Linked DNA regions of Danio rerio: all the other regions are linked to region 1. Evidence: chromatin contacts called from public Hi-C and HiChIP or PLAC-seq data. All regions are on one chromosome and are shown on one strand. The core of a region is the stretch at or near the end of the contact, and the rest is flanking DNA. Distances in the headings are between cores, read along the strand shown.

What was found. A called contact is a pair of places that touch in the nucleus more often than the background predicts. HiChIP or PLAC-seq counts read pairs in DNA pulled down with a chosen protein or histone mark.
Region 2: an H3K4me3 HiChIP or PLAC-seq map of embryo shows a contact between it and region 1, with 6 times the contacts expected there. The contact joins the promoter of uggt1 here to the promoter of hs6st1a in region 1.
Region 3: a Hi-C map of embryo shows a contact between it and region 1, with 3 times the contacts expected there. The contact joins the enhancer-like site here to the promoter of hs6st1a in region 1. A contact is called at or near these places in 3 of 18 Hi-C or Micro-C datasets (caudal fin and embryo) and 3 of 4 datasets of contacts at active chromatin or transcription factors (caudal fin, embryo and pancreas).

What each region holds. Positions count from the first base shown.
Region 1 is chr2:44,163,352-44,167,702 of GRCz12tu, reverse strand. It overlaps hs6st1a (heparan sulfate 6-O-sulfotransferase 1a), which reads left to right and starts at 2,482. Exons shown (of 2, transcript NM_001430963.1): 1 at 2,482-3,245. The coding sequence starts at 2,725.
Region 2 is chr2:43,928,497-43,932,847 of GRCz12tu, reverse strand. It overlaps uggt1 (UDP-glucose glycoprotein glucosyltransferase 1), which reads left to right and starts at 1,967. Exons shown (of 40, transcript NM_001077534.1): 1 at 1,967-1,991; 2 at 2,805-2,943; 3 at 3,089-3,168. The coding sequence starts at 2,819.
Region 3 is chr2:43,949,172-43,953,522 of GRCz12tu, reverse strand. All of the region lies in intron 1 of hs6st1a (heparan sulfate 6-O-sulfotransferase 1a), which reads left to right. Among named protein-coding and RNA genes, the nearest start is that of uggt1, 20 kb to the right of the region's middle. Within about 2 kb of position 1,947, at least 4 of the 62 cell types and tissues checked have an H3K27ac peak or open chromatin away from gene starts, as enhancers often do.

The sequences.
Region 1 (4,351 bases), core at 1,233-3,732:
TATATAACACACACATATATTATGTGAAATCAAACTTTTATTTTGGATTATTATCTTTTTCGTTCACCTTAATTTTGTGGAAGAGGCAAACATGATTAAGAAATGATTTTTACAATATCAGAGAAAACATTGACATTGATACAACAATATAAATTAACCCAATATCAAGAATATCTGAATTTTGAAGGGGTTTTGTAAGGCAGCGGTTCCCAACAGGGGGGTCCCAGCCCACAAGGGGGCCTCAGCTAGCTCTGTGTGGGGTTGCATCATATTTTTACAATTTTTTTTAGCAGTGGACAATTAGGAGAATCACGTTGCCTTAGTTTATTTTATCTCCTGGCTGACCAAAAAATGGACAAATTTGTAGTTTCTCACTGATTTGCCTTCAGAAGATAATACTTATGACCCAAGCATTCTGGACCCAGGTGAGGAAGCTCTAAACATTTTGGGTCGCAGTACTAAAAATACTGGTAACACAAAGTGCAGGAAATACCAAGATAGTTACAGTACCTGAACTATGGTTTATTTCATTTTCTCGAAGCAAAGAGTCCCTGACCCAGCCACAGTGCATTATCTGCGCCAAAGTTCTTGCTAACGAATGGATGAGGTTGTCCAATTTAATAAGACATTTGCAGATGGCTCATCCCCAATACCGCGACAAGACCAGAGCATTTTCTGAGCGCAAGGCAAAATAATTGACACACTCCCAAAATAAAATGAAGGATGTTACAGCTACTGACGAGAAACTTTTAAATAATTGGCAACTAATAGGGCCAATTTAAAGGCCAAAGGCTTCAGTTACAATGGCCTACTGATGCTTTGCTTTTATATTTTGCATTAGCCTATTATTTGTGCATAAACATATCTAGATATAATAATAAACATACCATTTGTTTGAAAACAACATTTTTTGTCATCCTTACTGCAAACTTATATGAGTGATAATATCATTGAATGTTGAGGGGGGCCTTACAATATTTTCAGAGGAAAAAAGCAGTCTCTGCTAAAAAAGTTTGGGAACCACTGCTGTAAGAGGTAAGAGGATGCTGTTTATATATATATATATATATATATATATATATATATATATATATATATATATATATATATATATATATATATATATATATATAAGACAAGGATTTTTGGGGTGCAAGCATGTGCATTTTATTCTGCAGCATCAAGGTTATGTCAAAAGTTATTTTTAAGTATCAATGAGTTATGTTTACAAGAGGACTTATTTCAATCCATAATTAAAAATATCTTGTCATAAAAACCTAGAAGGATCGAACATCCCTACACTAAGAATTTAGACATCCCCCTAATCAATTAATCAATCAATCAATTAATCAATCAATCAATCAATCAATCAATCAAGCAAGCAAGCAAGCAAGCAAGCACAGCTGAAAGTCAAAGGCAAAAAAATGAAACAGGTCTCTATATACAATAGCACTGCACTAAACACTGCCTACTAGCGTGTGGTGAAGGAGTCCTGTCTGAGTTCTAGCTGAACGCTTTTCTGTGTTGATTTTATGTTTCAGTGTGCCTTCAAGTTAGAAAGTGGTTTCTTGTTCATAACGCAAACTTTACTTTTACAAATGAATAACCGCCTTTATCTTATCAGAGGTGAACATGCACATAAAAGTTCTTTGTTTCACACTTTTTGCTGCTCAACCACAAATTGCACTTTAGCAGGTTTATCTTTTAGAAATTGTATATTATCACAGAGTTTTATCTGTGACAATTGAATGTTCAGCCAGCACTATGAAGTAGTTTCAGTGACTAAACAATAGTTGAAAACATTGCATTATCATTTAAAGCATTTTAAAATGTAATATAGTAATTTTTATGTAATTTTGTAGGACTTGTTGTACTTTTGCCTTGTTTTTTTGTTTTTATTTTTGCTTATTATTTACTTTGCTTGTTTATTCACAATAAGCAATATATAAAGTGTTAATCAAAAACAAAGTTTTTTTTACATAATTTCAATAAAATAATTATAAAATAATGTCTTAAAATAGCATATATTATTTGTAATTTCAGTGTCTTGCTTGATAATAATTTTAATATAATTGCATATAATAATTGCAAAATAATTGCATATAATTTTTTTTTTTCATTTCTAAAACTGTATTATTATTTAAAAAGTGCTGTACAATGCAGTTGTTGGGCATTGAACATTTATAATAATAATAATTTACATTTATAATAATAATAATAATAATAATAATAATAATAATTATTATTATTATTATTATTATTATTATTATTATTATTATTATTATTATTATTATTATTATTATTTGTAGTAGTAGTATTTAAATGTACCTTTCATTATTTTTGGTTCTTGTGATGAAACGCCGCTGAGTTTAGAGAAACATCATAATGCCAAAAGCTTCGCGGGCGTTTACTAGAAACAACAAAATAGCGCTCGTTTGTGTTTGAGAAAGCGGAGCGCGCGCGTGTTGGGAAAGTGGGTGTCGCTGTGCACGCTGCTGGAGGAGCTTCACAGCGATGTGTCGAGGACTTTAAACACACCGTGTCATACAGTGGTGAAAGGAGGGAGACCGCGCCGTGCTGGATCCTATACCGCAACACTTCTGATGCAATGAGTCCAACCTGACCCAATGCGTCTGACGACTGACTTTCAGCGCGCGATGCTCTGACTGCCGAGTGTTTATATGGAGACACCCTAAAAAACAGTCAACCGGGAAATGGTAACACATGAACCTCCTCACTGGAAGGAACATGGTTGAGAGGAGCAGTAAATTTCTGTTCATCGTTGTCGGCTCGGTTCTGTTCATGCTGATTTTGTATCAGTACGTGGCTCCGGGGATGATGAACTTCGGCTCTCCGCACGGCTACATGCTGGAAGACGATGCGGATCTCTTCCCGACTCCTGATCCCCATTACGTCAAGAAATTCTATTTCCCCATCAGGGATCTGGAGCGGACCGTGGATTTTGAAATCAAGGGGGATGATGTGATCGTGTTCCTCCACATCCAGAAGACCGGTGGGACCACGTTCGGGAGGCACCTGGTCCAGAACGTCAGGCTGGAGGTTCCGTGCGACTGTAGACCGGGACAGAAGAAGTGTACCTGTTACCGACCCAATAGGAAAGAAACCTGGCTCTTCTCACGGTTCTCCACCGGTTGGAGTTGTGGCTTACACGCGGACTGGACCGAACTGACCAACTGCGTACCGGGGGTTTTGAACAAAAAGGAGAGCAGGATGAAAAATCAAAGGTGATGCTTGGGAAATTTTCTTTCATGCGAATTGTTGGATGTCTCAAAATCCAGTTTGTTGTTTTTTTAGAGACAGGCTTGTGCAGTCGCAAATTGATGTCTCAGTGGGGTTTGAGACAGTCTGAACTTTAGAGAGTCAATGCACTTGCCTTCATCTGCAATTTAGTTATCTATGCGCATTAGACTCTTTTCACATTACACTTGATGGCTGATCTTCTTTTTAAAGCCCAGGTAAAGGTTAATCAGGTTTTCACTCTTAGATAGAACGCGTTTAACCCTGGATTATTAAATACTTTGAAGCTGGAACGTAAACAAAGGCTTGTTCTGCATCAGACGACCAATCACGAACTTGGCTACTGCATCCCTTATTAAATATTCACGCACTGACATACGTCAAGTAAACTTTGACGTGCTGTTATAGCTAAAATGCTGAACAGTTAACTGAGTAACAAGTATGCTTCAGCAGGTTAATTCAAGCACACAGAAGATGGTGATACTTCCACCAGTTGACAAGCGTTTACTTTTTTAAATCAAGTTACATGTAATTTTACTCCCTCAAACCAGTGTTATTAGCATCATATCAGTGCAACTAAGTAAGCTAACCCAAAGTTTACAAATATAGCTACAGTTTTACAGTGTCAGGTATCGGAAACCTGACCGCTTAGGAAAATATATGGAGAGTGTGATATATTGAAACAAGCCAAGATTAATTTTACCTGGGTTAACAACGACAACATTTAAAGTGTGAACACCTCAATAGTTTTACAGCATTTCTGTGGTCTTGTGAAATTGGTTGCAAGTCTTTTTGATATTAACATGGTAAACATATTATATTTAATTTAATTATGTGCAAACAAAAAGTCGAAGCAGTGAAAATGGCTTAAACAGCTACCACAGTTTTTACTAAAGTAAATTAAATATTTTGGACAAAACTATGTTAATCATGTTAAAGTCTTGTTGCTCAGGTGGAAGATAGGACTTAATGTGTCAATGTTTGTGTCGTTTTCGATTTCTGCATGTTTGTGTTTTCTCCAGTGATGGAGGTGGAAAATTACTGTGTTGTAAAACAGCCCTCGTAAACACTAGTGAGTCCTGGCTGCCAAGAT
Region 2 (4,351 bases), core at 718-3,217, 230 kb after region 1:
TAAAATTGTATGTTTATTTCCTTTGACAAGATGATTGAGAATCGAATATTCACAGTGAGAGGCTTGTGTTGCTTTATAAAAGAGGATGTGTCAATTTTAAAACAGAGCTTCCTGAAATAAAAAGCTCTTTTGAAGATGCTAGCAACTCTCCAGATGATGAGCATGCAGATGAGAATGGCAATATGCACTGCATGCTTTCTCTCATTAACAAAATAAACACACAACCCAAATGACAGTGGTGAGATCATAATGATGTGGATGTGGTTTGCAGCTCTGCAATTCAGCATTTCAATTCAATTCATCTTTATTTATATAGTACTTTTACAATGTAGATTGTGTCAAAGCAGCTTAACATAGAAGTTCCAGTAAATGTTCAGTGTCAGTCCAGTTTTCAGAGTTGAATTTCAGTTTAGTTCAGTTAAATGGTTTAATTTTCACTCCTGAAGAACAAATCCATCGATGTGCAGCTCCACAGTCCCAAAACAAACAAGCCAGTGGTGACAGTGGCAAGGAACAGACTTCACCAATTGACGAAAGTGAAGGAAAAAAACCTAGGGGGAAGCCAGGCTCAGGTGAGCTTGACCATTCCTCCTCTGGCCAAACTTCCTGTGCAGAGATGCAGTCTAGGCGCTGGAGGCTGGAGAACACTGAATGTTCATCGTGGAGATGCTGCAGGTGTGATTAGGTCACTGTCGAGTGATCAGTCCAGTGATAAATGCGAAGACTTGTCTGTCATTTCAGTCAAGTCACCTCAAATTTATTTATAGGCCTACAGCAATTAAAACATGGTAACAGTGTCAGCGTTTCTTTCTATTAGAATTACACCAGTTTCTGAGCAACTTTACCCAAGCAGTACGAGTCAGTGGGAGGAGCCACACCATATTACTGAAGGAGCGGATATCCTGACTGATGACCTGCAAATGACAACAAAGCATTTGAATGCTAAGCTCCTAATCAAGACTTCAGAAGAGGGAGTAGGAAATATCTAGTAGCATACTGAAGATAGCATAAAGCCTTGTGGAGACACTGACAGTGAAGAAGTTATTTTTCATCCACACTCCTGAAACAAGCTTATTAACTTTATTTTTGGCTGAATTTGTTTAAAATGTTTTCAAGAAATATTGTTGTGCTATAATTCTTTAGCAAAGCCCTAAACATTCATTAAACATGAAGGATTCTGATCAAACTGTACAATCGACCTAATGTGAATTCTGATTCAGTTTGACTTCAGATCTGCTTAGTGATTTAAAATAATATTTCACCCCAAAATTAATTTATTCATTATTTCCTCACCCTCAAGTTTTTCCTAACCTTTTTGAGTTTTTTATTCTGTTAAACACAAAAGGCAATTTTTTTTAGAAAGCTGAAATCTGGTTCAATGAGGTAAAACAACGGAAGTCTTATGTTTCAAGCTTTCTACAACATGTATATTTTTTTGTTTAACAAAGAAGAGTTTGTGTTTGACACTAGCCTAGATACCATATAAATTATGGGGGGCATTTACCCTTTCATAAGCAATTAATAAATTATTTAAATATAAAGGACGCACAAAAAGTCATCACACACAGTTGCGGGATGGAAATCAAATGAAAAGATGCTGCATTTTTTTTACCATGAGCTAAACGTATTATCGTTACATCCAGTTTCCATTCTCTCACGTTATATTAGAAACTCACGCGCTGTCTTGTTGAGCCAAAATGGCGCCTGTGAGGGATAAGCTGTCTAATGAATCGCCTGCGACAAAAAGCACTTAAGTAACACGTGTGTTTTCCCCCCTTAGCTAAATTCCTGACATATATTTTAATATGTTGCAAAATATTGCGTACTTGTATTTTTTTTTGAATATATAATATTAAAGATGATTTCTCGCATGCTTAATATTGTATTTCTAAAAAGGCACGGAGAAGAGGACCCACACATGAACCATAGCATGGGCCACTTATACCGTCCAAACATGGCAACTCACGAAGCAGATTCCGAAGCCGGTGTTGGTATGATTCCTCGCTTTTACCTCCTCATAATTCTGCCGCGTTGCATTTGTTGCAACAATAGTGTGTGTGAATACATCACTTCGAGCATTTTGCATCTGGGTTGAAGAAAAATGCATGCATCAGTCATGATTGCACAGTTATAAGTCCTATACTGCTAATTCGCTACTAAGAAAAGTGAGCTCATTTAAACTCTTCTTTCTATTTAAGAAGTATTTTATGGATGTTCTGTATTTGACAAAGACACGCTATAGTATTGAAACACCCTTTAATGTGTAAAACGTTTAGCAGTCGTTCGTTATGATTAAGTAGAGTAGATAATACGAAATCAGTTGCTTTACTGCATTTTAAGCGCCAGCTTCAGGTAATTAAAATTTCATTCATCCTAGTAAAAACCATGCTTTGAGAGAATTAGTTATAATGCAGGAAGTTAAAGAGAACCCGGAACTTGCGTTCGATAAGATCTCTGATTGGATGAAGCTAATCTCGATGTCCACGCTGAGCGCTCTGATTGGCTCAGAGTCAACTCGCGCTGTCCTCTCCAATCTGTCAAACGAAGTGAAATACAAACAAGCAGAAACGTATGAATGATATGCTCAATTACTGCGTTATTTACATGCCCTACGTTTGTATTTTTACGTCTTTATGTTTTATAGTGACGTATTTAATTCAGTAAAGTGAAAATAGGACTCTTTCAAAGTTTCTTTCACTTTCTTTTCCATATTTGAAGCGTTTACCTTCTTCAGCGTCTATGGCGTTATTGTAGTTACATTTCTCCTCTAGCAAAAACGCGACTAAACTGTCTCACTTTCTCAGGATTTTGTGGAAAGATGTGGCTGTTTTGTGCTGCACTGCTGGCTCTGGGCTCTGTCGACTCTGTCAATGGGGACTCAAAAGCAGTTACAACGACACTGACTACTAAATGGCCCTCGACACCTCTCCTGTTGGAAGCCAGGTTAGCTTCAATGCACGTTGCATGACCAAACAATGTTTACCTCCACATTATATGATGCCATAATATTCTACAGTTTGTTCCCTGCGTAAGACATTCAGGACAGGCTACAGTTTGCAAACAGTATAAGATGATTTGTACTTTACAGCGAGTTCCTTGCCGAGGAGAGTCAGGACAAGTTCTGGGCCTTTGTGGAAGCCAACCAGAACATTGAGAATGATCATGATGGTAATATTTGATCTTTTCATTTCATATTTTAGACATGCTGATGCCTGTCAGTATGATATTTGTTATGCTGTTATTACTCTAATGTGTAAAATGTTGTGTGTTTAATTGCATAATTTTCTGTGTAGTAAGTTAATATTATATGGGCTGCATTTATTTATTGCAGATCATTTGCAACAATCTTAATTTAACTTTATTTATTTTACTCATTTATTTTATGGTTAAGATTTGCAGCGTTTTTGCTTGGTGGAATTATATGGATGCAGTGTTTGCACTGAAGATTCATTCTTTCATGCTTTAATGCAAGAAACACACATTTATGCAATTTAAAAAAAATACTTTAAATAGAATGCATAATATAATACAAGGACCTTTTCAAAGTATGTCTGATAATATTATTTCTTCAGGAGAAAGTCTTTTTTTCCAGCTAGAATAAAAGCAGTTTTTCATTTCTTAAAAAAAAACATTTTAGAGGCAAAATTATTAGCCCCTTTAAGCTAGTTTTTCTCGATAGTCTACAGAACAAACTATGCTTAGAAATGTGTTGAAAAAAACTTCGCTCAGTTAAATAGAATTTTTAAATTATTATAAATAATTATAAATTATAATTATTATAAATTTATTATAAATAAATAAGAAACATGCTCCTCTGTAGCGTTAATGTATCATGCAAGGAAAGTGATTAAATCAAATTATAGTCTTGCATATGCAAATGTGTAGTTTATATTTAAAATATTCTTTGTTTTCACAACAGAAATTTGCAGCGATTGTGCAAACATATACACCATGTTCATCTAAATGTCGCTCTCAGCACTTGGATGGCACCTGGATGTTTATTTTAGGTTTATTATTATGTGTTCAAACCTTTAATGAGTTTCTTCTTCTGTTGAAAAAAAAAAAGATATTTATAAGAATGTTGGAAATTGTTAACTGCTGGCATCAATATTAGAAAAAGAAGGGCTTCCATTTTTCAAAATATCTTCTTATGTTTTCAACAGAAGAAAAAACTCAAAAAGGTTTGGGAAAAAGTGGAGAGGTAAGGGTGCTTTCACACTAGCACTTTTGGTCCACACCTAAGTTCGTTTGATGTCAGAGTACAGTACGCTTAGCTAGTTTGAATGTGTCTTCTGAACTTGGGTGTGCACCAGTGAATTGTACCCTAGTCCGCCTGAAAGAGGTGGTCTGG
Region 3 (4,351 bases), core at 698-3,197, 210 kb after region 1:
CAACCTCTCGGAACATTAAGGTTAGAGCTAGGATCAGGTCTTGAGTTGGACTGTACCTGTTTCAGCAATTGTCTTTATCATGATTTGCAGACTGTAATGATGAAGTGAGGCAGTATGAGGTTGAGTGATGTAGAGCGAGGGTGTTTTGTTGTGAGTTGTGACTCTGCCGCACTGCTTCCCTCCAGGTGTTTGTTTTTGTGACTGAGGAAATTGCTCATAAATTTCAAATGACGCTTTGCAGAGAGACTCAGATTTCCCCAGATTCCCTCGCAGTCAGATTTACGATACAGAAGGGCACTGGTGCTGATATTAATGGACAGAGTCCTCCTCCTCCCATTTGCACAATAAAAACACACACTAACAAAGACTGTTTAGCAAAATTGTTTTATGATTTTGGTAATTACTGCAGCAATGCATTGTTTTTCTTTGTCTGAAAAAATCACAGCATTAAATTGGTCATGTTTATTAAATTATGTTATTACACAACTGTCGTTTTTCTCTTCACTTGTGTTGACAAGGATGATGTGCAGTTTAAGGACCTAAGTATTTAGTTTATTCAATGAGTGTTGGACAATATATGTTATATTAGTATGTATAGTTGAAGTCAGAGTTATTAGCCTCCCTGAATTATTACTCCCAACCCAGCCACCCCCCACCCCAAATTTCTGTTTAACAGAGAAAATATTTTTTTTCAAAGCATTTCTAAACATAATAGTTTTATTAACTCATTTCTAATAACTGATTTATTTTTTTAAAGGCTTATCTAGGTTAATAAGGCGGGTTAGAGTAATTAGGCATGTTATTGTATATTGATGGTTTGTTCTTTAGACTATCTGAAAAAAAATATAGCCAAAAAGTGCTAATAATTTTGACCTTAATTTTTTTTATTTTTACTGCTTTTATCCTAGCCGAAATTAAACAAATTAGACTTTCTCCAGAAGAAAAAATATTATCAGACATACTGTGAACATTTCCTTGCTCTGTTAAACATCATTTGGGAAATATTTTTTAAAAGAAAAAAAAATGTAAAGGGGGGCTAATAATTCGGACTTCAACTGATTGCGCACAATATATCAACTTCATCAAACTTAGATGTATATGTTAGTATTACTTTTAATTTATTGCTCTATTTTATAGTACAATAATGTTGTTGTGGTGTGTTTTCTATTTTGTTTATTTTTCAATTATCACTTTAAATTCACAATAATGCGGATGCCCTTCCAGCTGCAACCCATCTCCAGGAAACAATCATACACTCTCGTTCACACACATAAACTACGAACAATTTAACTTACCCATTCACCTACACCGCATGTCTTTGGACTGTGGGGGAAACCGGAGCTCCCGGAGGAAACCCACACAAACATGGGGAGAACATGCAAACTCCACACAAAAATGCCAACTGACCCAGCCGAGGCTCAAACCAGCGACCTTCTTGCTTTGAGGCGATCATGCACCACAGCGTTACCCATTATGGATATTTATTGCAGAAAAACTAAATTAAATATCATTATGTCACTTTTCTCTAGCCCTTTCTTCAATAACAAGCAGCCCTATAACCCTGACTTTATTTTGTGACCTCTTCTAGTTCTGTTTGTCCGTGGCCATGCAGGAAGGACTTTGCTACAGGAAAAAGTTTTGTTTAGTTTGCATGTGTGCAGCCGTGATATGCTTGTGCCAGCAAATTTCTGTCATTTTCCCTGTTGCACTACTAGGACAATGACAATGACAATGACCCGACCCGTCATTACCCTCTTTTCTTTTTCTTTCCCTGTTTTACATACGGTCCCAACACTGTCCGTGCCTTTAGTAAATCTGCTTCAGTGGAGTATACTTAAACATGACTGATACTGAGACTCTTTTTTTCATCCAAGTGCATCTCGGTGAATTCTTTGTTTATATCACCACCGAGTGGCTGCAGCGGGAACTGCATGTTAGTAAGCCGCTCACGAACCCAGCGAAGCCCCAGAGGAGTTTGGCTTTAGACACAAGATGATTGAAAACAGAGGAAAAAGGTCATCGGATAGTGTGGCGTTCAGCGTGTAAAGCAACAGGAGTGAATATATTAAACAAAACAAAGAAACAAGGAGGAAAAGAGCAAGTGCTCTGCTTCCAAATTAGGGTGGTTTACTGGGCCATGTTTATTTCTGGACTGAAATGATGGTTAAATGCTGGTGTTTTGCTCAATCAAATAATCATAGTTACGTCATACAGTAAATTTGTTCTACACTACATTTTTCTCTCTTTCTCTCTCTATGCATTTGTTGATGATGATTTTTATAGGACTAAATATTAGAAATCATTAGAGATAGTGCAGTTTATTTTACATCCCTAGTTTGCCGGGCAGCAAAAAATGTGACAAAATATAATTAATGTTAATAATGTATTTTTTTATTATTATTATTTTTTTTTTTTTTAAACATGACACTCATTTTATTTTGTCATATTGTGCTGCCCAAAATACAGTCCCTGGCAAAAGTCTTGTCGCTTATCTGTTTGGTAGAAACACCTGCTATTAACCTGTAGTCTGAAAAAAATTTGTTTCACTGAAAAAAAAGATTTGTTATATAATCAAGACAGAAATGTCAAGTTTTGGCTAGACAAATGTTTTGTCACCTATACAGAAATGTAACAAATTTACTGCAAATACAAAAATATGTCAGCAAATTAAGTAGTAATGCTGTGAGATCCAAATTTAATATCTTGTATGACTTCCTTGAGCTTTAAGGACTGCATCCATGCGGTTTGGCAAGGATTCATACAATTTATTGATGAAGTCTGGGCACTGATTCGGCCATGGAGGCCATTTTGAGACACAATCTGAGAAACTATTCTGGGGTGCATTTCCGAAAACCCTCGTTAGCCAACTAAGGTTGCAGGTTGCATCGTTAAAAACATAGTTTGTTGATTTGGCATTTCCCAAATCCGCCATTTCAACGAACATTCCCAAACTGCTTCGCAAACTTGTATGCTGGTAACTACACCTCTGGAGCTGTAGTTAGAAACATAGTTCCTGGTTGTGTTCTATTCCCAGTTATTCCACCTATGCCCTTTTCATTCTAACATTTAAACTCGGAATTATATATATATATATATATATATATATAAACATTAAAGTTATCATTCTTAGGTGTAATTTGCTTTCAAACTATTTTTACATTTCAGTTTAAGCGATTTTTATGTGTACAATTGTGCTCACTTCACAGTGCACTTTGAAAACATAGATGTTATTTTGAACAAAGCCTTGAAATTTATGTTACATCTCAAAAGCTTGTGAAAACAAAAAACATAGCATGTGTTAATGCTTTTAATTTATAGTATGTTTTTTATTCAGTATCTGTACTGTATATGAGATGGGCCGGTTGGTTAGAATATTTCTGCTGTGATTTCCACGTGTTAAATTGTAAAAGTAGATACAATTTAAAAAAATTATGATAGTAAACAATATCCTACTTAATAATAATAATAATTGTAATAATAATAATAACCATCATTGTCGTCATCATTAATATTATTAATTGTTTTTTTTAAGTAGGATTTTTTCCAATTTCCTAATAAATATTACATTTCTTTTTGTAATAAATAGCCTCATTATTTATTTATTTATTTATTTATGATATTAGGATATGTGTTAGCTTTTGTAAGTGATTTTATGTTAATTTAAAATAGACTATGGAATATTCTCAATAATATTTGTAAAGGAAACATAGACCCTCTATGTGCCATTTACATAAATTTTAATTAATATGAAAAGCGAGTGTATATTTTTACCAAAACTAATATTGAATTTTTTTAATGCATGTGCATATAAAACAATCTAATTTGCATAAAGAAATTAGTTATTACCACCCCATGTAGAGCATCTTTATGGGCGTTTTACATTATAACAAACTAATTAACTAACGTGGTTCAATCGATGGATCTGCGACAGAGAAACCATAGATTATGGGAAACATTTATCACTAAATTGTTCATTTCCCTGCACTGAAACATTATTACAAAAGCTGTTGGGATTAAAAAGAGTCATTTCTTGTGAAAAATCTTGGTTTGAAATATATTTCAGTGGCACTTCAGGTCAATTTGTGCACAAGCAACAAGACTTTTGTCGGGGACTGTATATTTGTAATAAATATAAAAAATAAAAATAAAAATCACATGATAAAGGTCTGTCTGATATGTCAATATAATACCAGTCTTGTAATTTTAAAGGAAGAATATTATTCTTATTTTACAGGAATTTATAAATTTTTTGTAGTAATTTTTTTTACAATTATTAATATTTTTTAAAGAAATAAATTATTACAGTGCGATAGCTTTATCGCAGTATAAATATTTAAAACTTTTATCACAA